2 separate regions of the Rattus norvegicus genome follow, and region 1 is linked to region 2. Evidence: chromatin contacts called from public Hi-C data. All regions are on one chromosome and are shown on one strand. Each heading gives the region's core, a stretch centred on a gene start, on an enhancer-like site or on the middle of the called end of the contact. The rest is flanking DNA. Distances are from core to core; before and after follow the strand shown. Region 1 has its middle 95 kb from the start of Tbl1xr1. Region 2 has its middle 150 kb from the start of Tbl1xr1.

Region 1 (7,371 bases), core at 901-3,400, 47 kb after region 2:
CCTCCCCAAACACACACACACACACACACACACACACACACACACACACACACACGCACATGCACACGCACAGGCACACAGGAGAGAGAGAAAGAGAGGGAAAAATGATTCTGGTATTGCGGCTATGTAACATCATTGCTTTTTTGCTGATTCTCAGGGAATAAGACCACTGGATGTGACACGTGTTAAGATTAAACAGGCAACATATGTATATAAATTGGCACAGATTAAGGCTTCAGGAATCCGTAGAAAATAGTATTTTCAAACAATTAATGATGCTACTCAATCACAATGAGATCATCTCCTGATAAGCCCATCACTAGATGAAAATATCACTTAATCCCCATCACCTACGGGACAAACTAGCTAAACAACCATACTGGAGCATATTGGTTGTTTGCATTTGTGATCCCAGGCTGACCACAAACTGAGAGCATGGGAGCCACTGCCCACTGTAAGTCACAGCCCCAGGAGGAAGATCAAAGGCCAACAACCCTAAAGAAAAAAGAAATCACTAACCCCAACCACCTCATCTGTCAACATAAAATAGTTTCATTAGCTGGAAAGTAAAGAAAACCTGGAGAATGAATCAAATTGGAGAACATTCTAGAAATCTTTCCAGCTTTTCCTATTTTTATGGCATCTAAATTGGGTTCTGTTGTTATTTGGCTTGCTTTTTAGTTTATTGAGATAGGTCTTACCTAGGCTAAGATGACTTCTAATTACATAGCTGAGCAGAACTTTGAAGAGTGGATCCTCTTGCCTCTACCTCCTAAATTTGAATATCACAAGAATGCACTATTTGTCTTTACTTATATGGTGCAAAGACAGATCCCAGAGCCTCATCAATGGTAAGCATGCACTCTGCCAACTGAGCTGTATGCCCAGTCCCAGAATTTAAGTGATTGAGCCAGACGCAGCATATACAGGCCTCTCCAGAGATTCCAAGCATGGTGTAGAAACCTCGGCCAGCTTTTGCCTACCCACGACCAGACAACTAGATATCTCTGCTCATCACCCAGCGTATGAGCTTGGAAGCCTGGGTCTGGATTAACTTTTACGAGCCCTATCATTGATCCTACTCAATGAGAATAGGACCATTATCCCCACTTTTGAGCCAAAGTTGAAGTAAGTTTTATTAAATGCTGGCCAAGACTAGGGACACTGGTCAGATCCATACTCAGGATTCCCAGAAAATGGCCTCAAATTATGTTAATCTGGTGATTATAAAGGCACAACCCACAAGGATGTGTACTTGCTGCCTTGGGTGGAAGTATACATCTTGCCTATGTACTTCCTGGTAAATGTGATTAAGCACATTCTGGGCGGTTGGAGCAACCAATCAACCTCGTTTACAAATGTGAAAACATTTTCATGGCTTGTTCTCTTGCACAAATAATAGCCCCCGGGGTTCCAGGAAGTTATCTGTCCATGGACAAGTAGAGCTTATAGGCTAGAGACATTTTTGTTTTATACATTTCTTAAGCACAGTAATTAAAACTTAAAATATAACTTTAGCCCTCACAGTTGGAGTGTATCATTTACCAAGCTGTAAAGGGCAATGAGGTTGTCTGATTTCACAAGATCAGGTTCACAGGATGGTGTCCAGCTTCCCCTGGTGAATGAGTGACCAGAACAAAAGCACTCTTCACCTCTGCTGAACTTGGGTCCTTGAAGGTGGGGCTGACTAGTATCACCAGGCTGCACAATGCTGTCTGGCCACATCTTGGAGCTGGGCACACTCCTCCTCTTTCTCCTAAGGAGGGGTTTATAGCACACACACTGTTTCAAAGCACACACACTGTTTCAAAGAGGAACATTTCCTTAAACTGGACACCTTAGGCTTATCTGTTGTAGAACAATTGACATAAGCTTTGTGAAGATTTGCCATTGAGAAAACACTGGTTATTGAGCCAAGTCCAGTCACTTACATTGGCAGAGCCCACCCTCAGAGTTATCGGAGGCATGGGGTATTCTCTAGAACTTGGTCCTGGTCCTGAGTTAGTGCAAAGACAAATAGTCCTTGCCTAAGAGTTGGTGTTCCAGGCAAAAAGTAGATATGTAGTTGCCAGGATGACTGTCTCCAACTCAGCTGGGTTTGTTATCATCTGTCCTTTTAAAAAGATGTTGGCTCAGGGGACAGACACATTCTGTAGTCAGCCAACGGGTACCCTGCCAAAAATTCTGTGTCAAAAGCTGATGGTGAAGACTGAGGCATGTATGTCAGCCGACAGAGTACTTGCCTAAGGAGCACAAAGACCCAGGATCAATCCCCAGCACTGCATAAAGGAATGTGGTAGCACATATCTGCCATTGGGAAGTAGATGCAAGACAATGGGAAGGTCAAGGTCATCGTAAGCCATATAGAAATGTCAAAGGAAACCCAGACAACTTGAGACCCTGTTTTAAAACAAGGGGGAAGTGAGTAATAAATAGCCACTGATGTTTGGGCATTTGAATTTGTTGTATTTTTCACATATACAGCTATGTATAGCAATGGTATCCTGATTTCAGGACTCTTGACAGAGCAATCTCTACTTTATGGTTGAGTGTAGAAAGAGCTTCCATATTAACCAAGACGAGGGTTGGAGAAGTTTATTCTAAGGGACTATTGCACGCAATCATGGAGACTTGATATGAACCTAAACCTCTTGGGTCAGCATCAGTCTTTAGCACTACCTTCAGTTGACTAGATGGAGCCCATCGTGTCATGAAAAGTAATCTTGCTGTATTAAGAATCCACTGGTTTCTATGTTAATCTCACTCAAAGTTGTTGTTACAGAAACATCTAAAATAATGCTTGACTGAAAATCCAGCCCCATAGCCCAGCCAAGTTGAGATATAGAATGACTCATGATGGTTTCTAAACACCTGCCAGTCTCCTCCAGCCTCTGACACCATTAACCACAAAGGGGGGAGGGGAGATTTTCTCTTTCCCCTACCCATCTCACTGTTAGTCTAGACTCATTACCAAAACCAGACATGAATACTGGGCTCTTACTGTGAAAGCAGAAGGTTTAAAGAGATGGGCGAGAGAAAGTTCCCTTAACACAGTTGAACCTAGCATGAGAAGTAAGAAGAAATGAGAAAATTCAAATGGCACAAGTCACCAGTCTCCTAATGAACATAGCACACTCTGCTGGAGGCCTTCTCTGGCCTACACACTTGCCTGGAAGGCAACAACTCCTTTTCAATTCCTTAAACTGTGGCTTTTCTTCCCCATATCTTCTCCTATGCTCCTTTCCTCCAGGGAGAGTCGTTGTGACATCTGCACACAGAGACACCGTGGGAGGCAACAGCTTTGTCCGTTGGAGTTTAAAGTCTAACACAAACCCTGAGCCTTTATCTCGCTCTTTACTGTTACATAAGGAAACAGTCTTGGCCGATACCCCTTTCTGCGGTCATGAGATGTTTCCTCATTGCTCTTCCCTCAGCAGTCTCACCTTTAACACAGAAGGTGAGAACATGTCTGCCACGTGTATGTACCTCAGGCCCAAGTAGAACAGGGTTTTCATTTTGTTAGACTGAACTAAGGAAGGTTTAGCTACATTGAGACAAACACTCACAGGGTTTCCACTATTCGCAATCTCTCTCACTATGACTGAAGTATAAAGTCATCCATAGTGGCCTTGGGGGATCTTTTGATAGACCGATATAATAGACATAGAACATGTACATTCTGAGGCACTATGGGGAACATATATCAGCAGAAGTATCTACCTAGCATGTTTCCAATTTATTCCCTCTGTTTCTTATTCTCCCAGACTACACTTTCACTATGGGAGCACGCTCCCCATCCACATGTGAAGGCCCTGATCCATGGAGCCTGTGGAGACAGTCACAGATCATCATTGAACTAGACCATACCTCTTCTTGGTGGCACATAGCCTTGGCAGAAAGACTGAGTGGAAATATGCTCTCATATAGCTCAGCAGTTCCACGTAGACATGCATTTCCGGTAAGCATGCCTTCCACTACTTAGACCACGCCAGTGAGGGACTCAGCCGGCACAGAACAAGGAGCAGAAGGAGGAAAAGGATGCAGACAACCCTTCCATTCTCATCTGTCAGCATTCAAGACCCAGTGACATCTCTGCGCTCCCTGGATCTCACTTGTCAGTGTTTCCTGGAAGTCTATAAAGTAAAACAAAGTGTTCATGTTTGGAGTGTCCATCCAATAAATGTCATCTTTATATAGCTGGTTTAATAGTAGGTTTCCAGCACCTGAAAAAAGAGGAGGAGAGACGGAGGCAATCCTCGAAATTATATTATGAGGCACTCTTCAGTCTTGGATTGGGTGAGCAGAGTTAAATGAGATCATTAACATAAAACGTGCCATTTGTAAAGTGAAACTCATAGCTATTATTCTCTAGACATCTTTAACTGGGAGTAAAAATGAATCCTTAAAGACTAACAGATTTTTCATGCTTTATCATTTTCTTATTTTTAGAAAAAATATCCCAAGACTGAGTTTCATATATTTCAAGTCTGACCTCAAACTTACTTTGTAGCTGAGGATGACCTGGAACTCACAGCCTTCTTGCCTCTATCTTACAAGTGTTGGAGTTTCAGACACACAGTACCACTTCCTACAATGTTGGGACTGGAGTCAGGGTTGCATGCTATGCAGACAAGCACTCAACCAGCTGAGCTACATTCCCAGACTGATTTTTTTTCAAACTCTTCATAATACATTACCACAGATATCTCTACCTGTGATTCCCAAGGGTTTTATATAATATAAATTGTTAGATTGATGAGCTCTTGAGTACGAAGCAATGTGTGCAAGTGTGTTGTATACATGTATGAAAATGTCACGATCAAACTCATTAAGGCATGCTAATAAAGAAAAAATAGCACATGCTGCAGAAACAGAATAACAGAATTTAATGAACTGATTATATGTCTCATCTATATATAATGCCTCTACTCTCAGGTGTTTACAATCAGCAAGTCAAGCTCTGCCTCATGGATGTGTTAATTCGAATTAACTGTAACATTATATTTCTTTGCTTTGAGGCTTGAATCAAATTAGCTCAGTCTAGCAACTGACTAAGTCACATTACTTAGAAGTTCTGATTGGCTGCTGTTGATGCTGCAGGCATTTCTCTGAGGAAGCTCACTTGTTGGATGGGTATGCATACAGAAAAATCTGGATGGTCAAACTTAATGAATCTTTAGCAGGAAGTGGTCCCTATAGTTTGGTATGTTTATATAATTTTGCTTGGTTTCACTGTATAGCTACTACAGCTTTGTTGATTAGGGGAAAATATCAGAGTATGGGATAAACACCAAGTGGCCTCGGGATGGTGAGGGAATGGTAACTTCAGGTCAATGGTCTAACATAATCTAGTAGAAGAGTGCTTTTGCATATTCCCCCAATACTAACTCTGACGAATAAGTGCAAAAAGAAGGAGGAGGAGGAGCAGGAGGAGGAAGAAGAGGAGGAGGACCAGGAGGAGGAAGAGGAGGGGGGGAGGAAAAGTTGCATGTAAAAATAGCCCATTGAGAGAGGATTCAGGGTGTAAAAGTGCTTATCACAAAAACCTGACAAGCTGAGTTCAAGTTTGGTGCCCATGTAGAGGTGAAGAAATGATTCCACAAAGTTGCCTTATGACTTGCACATATACACAAAATGAAAGAGAAAACAACAACATGTAATTCTTTAAAGGGCCAGGTTTACTTGGTTAACACTGAGACAAATAGATGTCTTTGTTTACGGGAGGAATTCTCAGAGACTTGAACATTTCATACTTTGCTAGAATTTAACCCAGTTTTATCTGCTAAAGGCATTTGATGAACCCAGTAGACCATCAAATATACTTTGAGAAATGTTGGCCCTAGTAAAGTCTCAACTGGCAGCTTCTTACTTCTTTTGGTTTGTTTGTTTGGGTTTTGGTTTTTTGAAACAGGGTTTTGCTATGTAGCCCCTAGCTTAGATGTAACAATCGTTCTGCCACAATCTCCTAAAGTGCCAGGATTACAGGCACAAGTCATCATCCTCAACTTAACAGAGCTTCTTAATTCATTTAAGCAGCCCACAAGTAGATTTTTCACTGGAGCTGGTCTTGTCTCCCGGTAGGATATGTGACATTAGAGTCACTTCATATGCACACTCAAAAGACTTTGGCGTGCATTTACCTTCTCTTTATTTCTATTATCAAAGTGCTGTTTCTGGGACTCAGAATGGAAACTGTGTCAGAGTACTCACTCACATAGAATTCACGAAGTCCTGGGTTCTGTCCCTAGCCCCTCACAAAACAGATATGATGGCATAGCCCTGTAACCTAAACACTCAGCAGGTAGAGGCAGGAGGATCAGAAACAGAAGCCATTATCTACACAGCAAGTCTGAAACCAACTTGGACTACATGGTTCCTTGTTGTGTTGTTGCTGTTGTTGTTATTTGTAAAAAAAAAAAAAAAAAGAAAGAAAAAAAGAAAAGAAAAAGAAAAGAAAAAGAAAAAGAAAAAAGTGAGTTCTAGTAGAGCCAGGGCTACACATTGAAACCCTGTCTCACACACACACACACACACACACACACACACACACACACACACACACACAATTTTAGGGATGGAGAAATGGCTTGATATGGTGGGTAAAGCTTGCTGCACAAGCATGAGAATCTGAGTTTTGATCCCAGCACCCACAGTACACAGTGGCATGCAACCATACCCCAGGGCTGGGGATTAGGAACAGGAGGATCCCTGGGGTTTGCTGGCCATCTAGTTTAGGCTGATCGGTGAGTCCAGATTTAATGGAGGACACTGTATCAAAAGTCAGGATACCTGGCTTCCACATTTGCACATATGTTCGAGTGCACATTAAATGCCCTTGGAGAAATGAATCCAAACTATAAGAAGATGCCCCAGCCAAGTCACAGCCTGAGCTATAGGTAAGCCTGGTACAATCCTGGGCAGTCAAACACAGAGCTAGAAGCTCGGTCCTCCTGCCTTTAAGAACTGTCAACGCAGAGTCCATTCCTCTGAGTTCTATTCTGTGGCCCCAGTGGCTTCTCTTTCCTGATGGTCACGAATGCTGCTCTATGTCCACAGTAACCTTCCCCTCCACCCCCCGACTTCTTCTTTCTTTTTCTGTTCCTTAACTTCTCTTTTGCCACATCCCCCTCCTGCTATTTTTTTTTTTATTTCCTCTTCTCTGCTTGTAATCTAAATGTGAACTTTATCTGATGGGGGTGGTTGGGTCAAAGTTTGCCATAACCTTGTGAAAGAAGAAAGAGGTTTTTTTTCCTTGCAATTTCATGCCTTAGGATCTGAATGACTGCAGACACCGCAGCAAAGAGGAGAAAGAACATTCCTTCTTTTTTTCTTCTTCTAATAACTGGCGCTGGTATGTAAAGAGAACATTAA
Region 2 (7,420 bases), core at 4,751-7,250:
CACAGTTGATTTTTAACAAAGCATGAGATTCTTGGCAAATAATTCAGAAGGTGTTTCAAGAATCTTGAGATAATATTGCAATACTGTATCCGTAACAATTTAGTGTGTGTGTGTTTATGTGTGTGTGTATGTGTGTACATACTTATGTACATGTGTCAACAGTTATAACTAGAACCGATACCAAGCCTGCTCATCCAAGTGACATGTAGTATAGTCATCCAGGGTTACAAAAGCTAATTTAAAGAAAAGTCACATCTATCTCATTAAGATATACATATTCAAGAGATATCTTGATCAGTCAAGCATAGGACCTGAGTTCAGTGCCCCAGCACCCACATAACACATCTGCACACATCTGTAACACCAAGATTGAAGAGGCAGGAGGAGACTGGTGGATCCCTAGAGCTCACTTCCAAGTCATTTTATCCAATCTATGAAACTTTGAGTTCGATAAGAAACCCTGACCCTAAAAACAAGATGAAGGGCAATCAAGATGACTCTGTGGTTATGGCATATGCCAACTTCCAAGTCTGTCGACCTCAGTTCAATCCCTGGAACTCACATGGTTTCCAAGAGACCCAACTCCCCTCTGACTTCCACAAGTAAGTCATGGCATGGGTTCACAGACACTCAAAAAACACACCCATGTGTACATGCATGTATATGCATAGATATAGAGATATGCTTTACATTGTTGATCATAATAAAACTTAGAAATATACATAATTTTCAAGTGATATATTTTAAATTTAAAATGTATACCTATTTTCTCAATGATTTATACACATAGCTACATAAATTCATGGAGAAAAGTGATGTAAAATTTGCCAAGGTTAGAGAAGCCTTTCTTCATGAACTTTTAAGTGAATAATGATGGGTATTAGATGACTACACTTTTTCAATCCCAATAGATACATTTTTAAGTGATAGAGTAGTTTGATTCTAAAATGTCGATTTTTGTAGGGCACCAGTTATTATACCTGTTGAGACAACTTCCACTTGGGGCGCCAAGCGGTAACTGTAGCTTCCATTTGCCAGGAGTCAAACTTGTACATGCTAGGCTGGTGCTCTACGATTGAGCTATATCCTAATGATATAGGTCAGTCTTCCAGAGAGTAGCTCTCAACCTTCCTAATGCTGCACCCCTTTCATACAGTTCCTCGAGTTGCAGTAACCTCCAACCATAAAATTATTTCATTGCTACTTTATAACTATAATTGTGCAGCTGTTATGCATTGTACTGTATCTTTGGAGATAGTTTGCCAAAGGGGTCACAAGTCAGAGTTTGAGCACTGCTGTTCGATCAGACGCATGCACCAGACAACTGGACGATAGCAACGATTTGTCTTTTCCTAAGAAAGTAAGCGAAGACCAGGCACAGTGGCATGGGCCTTTAATGCTAGAACATCGGAGGCAGAGGCAGGCTGATCTCTGAGTTTGAGGATAGCCTGATCTGCAGAGGATGAGTTCCAGGACAGGTAGTGTATGTATGTCTGATTTTAAATCTTTTGATTTTTTTTTTTTACACCATCTCATCACTATGTTGTTGAGAACCATTTAAGTTCTGTTCCTTTTGTCTCCATCCCTAGCCATAGGATGACATGCATGACTCTTCCTATCAGTTTAATGAGTGCTACAGATCAAACCCAGGGCCTTGCACACGCTGGGAAGACACTCTATCAACTAAACTACAGCCAACCCAAGAAAAATATTTCAAAATTTATCAATTAGCATATTACATTCAGGTCAACCCAGTTGTCGCTGTGGTTTGTATTGTTTAAAGCTTTTTCCTTTACAAGAAAAAGAGTCATTTGTTTGTTTGTTTAATAAAAAATAAAAACTCCAGAATTTTACTCCAGTTTGGATTTCTTTTGTTGTTATTGTTCTTTGTTTTGTAAGCAAGACAAATTTGATCAGTCAGGACTCCTAAACACCAACCCAGGCTAAACTCATCCAGTTGGCCCTCCGTTTGCTCATCTCTACCACTGCCATTCAAAGTTAAGGTCCCACCCAGGTTTAAGAACCATCAAGGAACATTTCACGGCTAGATGTGCAGAGCAGCCAAGAAGATTTGCAAATAGTAACAGCTTGACACAGAAAGTTTCTGAATCTAATTTTTGAAATTTACTAAAAAACCCATTTTACCTGTTTTCTAATATTTATTAATTTGCTTATTTATAGACGTGGACTTGCTATATAAGACCTCCAACTCGAAATCCTCTTGGCTCAGCCTCCTCCCGGCTGGGGTCATCGTTAAGAACCAACACATCCTATTTCTGTTGTTCTAATTTATTCCTCTAATTTTTAACCAAAAATATCAGTGAGCAATGGATTGAAAATCTTGCCCACAGTTTATGCATTCTGTAATTTATGTATTAATTAGCATACAAAATAACAAGTTTCCTTATGGTGCTTTCAGACTTAATTAGTTTGAATTGGTTCCCTTCCCCCATCTTCTCTCTGCCCCTTCCCCACTTGTACTTCTGCAGCCCCCCTTCCACTTGCAGCTCACATGTGTCTGACTGCCCTCCCTAACCCTCTTCCTTGAAGCTTTTTTCCTCCAACTTGTGGGTCCCTTTCTCGTTTTCTGACCTCTACCCACGCACACTTACTCCCACATAAAGAGTATATGTAAAAATGAAAAGCTAGGATCTGCATATGAGAGAGGACATGCAGTGTTACCTCACCTTTTCATTATCCATAAATCAGTTGACGAACATCTAAGCTAGTTCTGTTGCCTAGCCAATGGGAATAGGGTAGCAATGAATGTGAACATGCTGGTACTTCTGACTCACTCTAGTGAGCTGGGTATGGCAGTTCCCATCTCTACTCACACCTAATGGGGAGATGTACTGGGGAATTGCTTCAGCTAAGTTGTATGGGACCAACCTAAGGAGTGTGGTAAGACCTTTTCTCAAGCTCGGGTGAAGAATTGGCATTGTCGTCGTCTTCCTCAAAGCAAAGGGCATGTTTCAATACTCTCTCTTTCCAAAACCAAGATGAGAGGGCTCTGCACCTGACCCATCTAAAAGAGAAGGAGCCTGTGAGTCAAAGTACACCCGGTTCTAGCCAGTTGACAAATATTTAGTAGAAAAGGCTCAGAGGGAAACCCTTGTTCTCCAAAGAAAACAGAGAAATACCAGAGTCATTCCAGACCATATATGCTCCAACAGTGGGAGGAATGACTTCCTCTATTAGGTTCTGCCCAAACCAGCTTCTAGCTTGTGTCCCTCTGCACAGGCAGAAGTACAGAGCAAGAAGATGATTGCCAGGTACAGAAAATCAGCACCCAGGACCAGATGGATAGAGGAGATCCTTGTCCAACAATAAGTTTTTTATCATCCAGTTGTAATCAGGAGGGGCTCAAGCAAAGACGGGATCAGCTGAGCTAGCAAGTAACTGTGCTATTCGACATGTCCAACCCACTTCAAGGTGCCATGTGTAGCAGAGTACAGCGGAGAATGCATCCCAGCACAAAATCATAAACTTACTTTGATAGATTGATTGATTTGCTTACTTATAATTTGGTTGTGTAGTTCTTGAGCACAGGCTTTGTTTGGCCATACCTGGTTTAAGAGACTCTGCACCCTGAAAACCAAAGAGGCTTGGCACAAGATCAGAACTCCTCTCTGTTAAGCTGTGGGAAGCCCCTAAATAAGTAGTCCAAGGCTAGTTAAAGGTGAAGCTAGACTCCATGCTAACCTACTCTTTCAGAGATTCAGACTCAAGTAAAACTAGATCATTGGCTTTGACGCAGAAAACAATTTCAGGAGAAGCCACAAGGAAGTGGAGTTGGATGGATATTCTTTAATAACAGAAAAAAGACAGGCACTTGGGGGTGGGGGAATAAGATACAACAGAGCTTGCTTATGGGTATGGCTGCTCAAAGAAGAGCCCACATTACTGTCTTTAGAATAGTCATATATAAGATATATATGTCATATATATATATGTATAGTTGCATGATTTTTAAAAATCTTATTTTTTAAAGGGTTGCTAAGGAATTTTGATGAGTTCCCAGAATGGTCCCTGGATGGTCTATGACAGGAATACAATTGATAAGGTTAAAGTAAACCCTGGGTTACAGGGATATGAGAAGGTAGGGCATCTCCACTGCAAACCAAATTAATATCTTTTACCTCTAGAAATGTATGATCATATATTTACATGATATATGTACATTGGTTCACATGCCAGGCTGCAATGTGCTGGGCCTCTCTGGCCATCTAACCTAGCCTACTTCAAGGAGTAGACCACTGGGCTCGAGGTAGAGCCTTTGCTGCTTTTGCTGAAGACCAGAGATGAACCCCCAGTACCTACATCTGGGAACTCCCAACCACTGAAACCACTCCAGTTCCAGGACATCAAACACCCTCTTCTAACCACAATAGGCCCTTGCACACATACATACATACATACATACATACATACACCCATACACATAAAAACAAAACCAAAAAACTGAGAAACTCCCCATCTTAAGCATAAAGTGGGAATCGCCTGGTGAGGAAAGACACTTGAGGTTGCTGGGCCTGCATGCACATACACAGGAATATTGGTTGTATGACAGCAACCTTCACAGCAAATTTCATCTTAAAAAAAAAAAAAAAATCTTCCTTTACAGCTGGCTAGAGGTTTCAACCAGGCTCCAAAGTGAGGGTTCATTTTCTTCCCCACCCCGTAACTTCCATTTTTCTGCATGTCTCACCATTTCAGACACTTCTCAGGCAATCAGGGGGCCATCTTGGAAGTTTTTGCCCCGACTCCCAGCTGTGTGCTCACCAGCTGTGGCTGAATTCAAGAAATGACAGCTTCAGACTGTTCTCCTTCATAGCATTTAGAGGGAAGTTGCCCTAACCTTCTGAATGACGGGCTGCTGGGAGAGAAAACCTTACTAGTTGAGAGGCTGTCTGCTCTGTTTCCTCCAGGGGAGCACTTAAGGACTTTAGATCAGGCAGCTCCCTGCCGGGAGCAGGAGGGGTAAGATGAGGCCAAGGAGGGCCAGCCCTTCCTTCCCCTTGTCATTCTCCAAATTAGGGCTGGCTGCCATTTTTTTTCTCCCCAATTAAAAGTACCGAAGAGAATTTAAAGGAGACCTGTCCTGTGTCTGTAAATAAATAGCCTGTTTGGCCAAACAGAAAAGGCACCATGTTGCGTGAGTTATTGGATGTATTGTCTTTAATATGTGAATGTGTTCTCAAGAACAAAGTGGCAGCAATCTATACATTTAATTAGTATCAAAGCAACTTCAATGTACCGTTCACAGCAAGGGGGAGAGAAGTAAACTGCTTAAATGCATAGACTTAAAAAAAAAAAATCCTCGTTCTAGGCAAAGGAACCACCGGAACAGTAAGATAAAGAGATCTTAATTAACACCAAATCCATCTACTTCCCCTGCTCCAGAACCGAAACAGAATGCTAAGGCAATTTGCTTGGAGAGCAGTTTTGCACCATAAATCTGGGCCGTGTTTTTCTGTGCGTTTGCCCTGCAGTAAGCTTAAAGAGAAACTCAGGCACCAAAACCTTCAGTTCAGCCTTGGAGGCAAAGCAAAGCGCTAATCAGCCGCAATGGTGATTACATAACACCCCACCCCCACCGCCACCCCCACCCCAAGCCTCAAGAGGCAGGGTTTGGCTTCTGGTTAGAGCAAATGCCTTTCTTTTTTGCCTCTGTGAGAGTCATTGAAAATGCTCTTTAAGGACCAAAAGTCAGGGCATGTGTGTTTTCAGAAGAAATGGAGGTCACTTGAGGGTGACTTCTGAGTACACCCCCAAGCCAAAATGAATCTGTATCGATATCTAAAGTGCATCTGCTTTTAGAGCAGAAGCCACCATCTGTTCCTAATTGGTGCCCTGGAGGTACTCCCGGTGGAAAAAAGAGCCGGGCCAGAGCAGCCGCGCCTCCCCGGGGCTGCAGACTCCGCTCTGGGCCTTGCTGGTGCAATCGAGTGCTCCTCTCTTAGATAATGCCAGGTATTCTGGAAAGTAGCCGTGTAATAATACACAAACCCCTGATGATGTCAGCGTGTTATTGACTTTCCAAGTCTGAATGACTGAGCAGAGGAGCGGGGGGTGGGGCGCCATCCATCCGGCGGCGCAGAGACCAGCCGAGCGAAAATGGGCTCACAGTCCGGCGGGGGAGGGGAACTGCGGCGGCTGCCTGGCCAGGCTGGATGGATCTCAGCCGCAGCAGGATCGCCTCCACCAAGTCAAGAGGGGGCCTTGGGCTAGGGAGAAGGGGTTTTCAATGTTATGTTTAGCCAAAAATTCATCTGGCTGATAGAACTGGTCCCACCACCTACCTCCAAGCCCATACCACGCGGCAGAGGAGGTTACAAGGCTAGCAGCAGTCACCAAGGGAAGTAGAGATTGCAAAGGCCTTGCCCCATCCCAACATTTCGACATACACACAAGATACAGTCTTCAAGGTCTGGAAAGCTCCGGGTCCCTTTTCCTGCTGGAGTCCCCGATCCAAGGAGCCTCTAGGAACCTGCACCTCAGCTCTGGTGACATTTTGTAAGCCATGGTGTCCGTGTTTCCTTACAGGTGCACGTGTTTCGTTACAGGTGCACAGTGTAGGCTCCTCTTCCCACCTTGCAAACTGGACCATTGGGTACTCAACCATCTTCAGTGCTAGGTTAACAGAATTTGCATTAAAAGATCCAGAACCACCCCCCCTCCCCCTGTTTGTGCTACCAACTCGGGTGGGGCCAGTGCCACCAAGCTGGTGTCTCCTGGAGCCCTGGCTTTTTTTTTCCCCCCCCCCCTTGCACATCCAGCATACCCAGCTTGGATAGTGACACCAGAGGAGGAGAAGGCCACAGACTGTTTTCCCTGTCGCAGGCCTGTGCAAATGCCACCAAGAAGCCAAGTCTTATTTAGCTCAGGAAGGAAGGGGAGGGCTGGGCCTGTGCAGAGATGAAAGCGAACTAGTGCTTTGGAGATGCAGGACTATTCAAGGCTTCTGAGCTTGGGCTGAGGGCTCAACCTGTTTGTGGACACATCATCGAAGTGGGGAGAGCCATTGTCTTCTGGGCAACTAGGGAGTTATACATCTAGACTTTGCACCTCTCTGTCTCCTTTTTTTCAAATGGGCAACTCTTTCTGGAAACACTGCACTCAGGTCAAAGCCCCTCTTCCTGTTTCAGAAAACAGCCTACAGACTCTTGGTTTCCTAAATTCCACCCTAACCAGCAGCCTCCAGTCCCAGTTGAAGCTGCAGCCCCTTCTAAAGCTCCCACATCCACGAGGTTCCTGAAAGAACCACTTAGTCCAAGAAGGTGGAGACCACACTGGGCCCAGTTCACACTACTCTCCTACCTTGCCCCAGAGGACTGGTCCAGGAGCCTAGTGGTGACATATTTTAATCCAATCAGAAGCCGCCTTAGGGAACTAGAAACTGGAAGTGTAAAAGACAATT

Evidence for each region. Hi-C and Micro-C count contacts between places; a contact is called where the count stands out from the background.
Region 1: a contact with region 2 is called in a Hi-C map of liver, with 2.8 times the contacts expected there. The contact joins two enhancer-like sites. A contact is called at or near these places in 5 of 12 Hi-C or Micro-C datasets (frontal cortex, hepatocytes, kidney and 1 more).

Annotation. Positions count from the first base shown.
Region 1 is chr2:106,632,396-106,639,766 of GRCr8, forward strand. No RefSeq gene overlaps it. Among named protein-coding and RNA genes, the nearest start is that of Tbl1xr1, 95 kb to the right of the region's middle. Within about 2 kb of position 2,151, at least 11 of the 93 cell types and tissues checked have an H3K27ac peak or open chromatin away from gene starts, as enhancers often do. A contact at or near this core is called in liver, where this site is marked.
Region 2 is chr2:106,581,586-106,589,005 of GRCr8, forward strand. No RefSeq gene overlaps it. Among named protein-coding and RNA genes, the nearest start is that of Tbl1xr1, 150 kb to the right of the region's middle. Within about 2 kb of position 6,001, at least 89 of the 93 cell types and tissues checked have an H3K27ac peak or open chromatin away from gene starts, as enhancers often do. A contact at or near this core is called in liver, where this site is marked.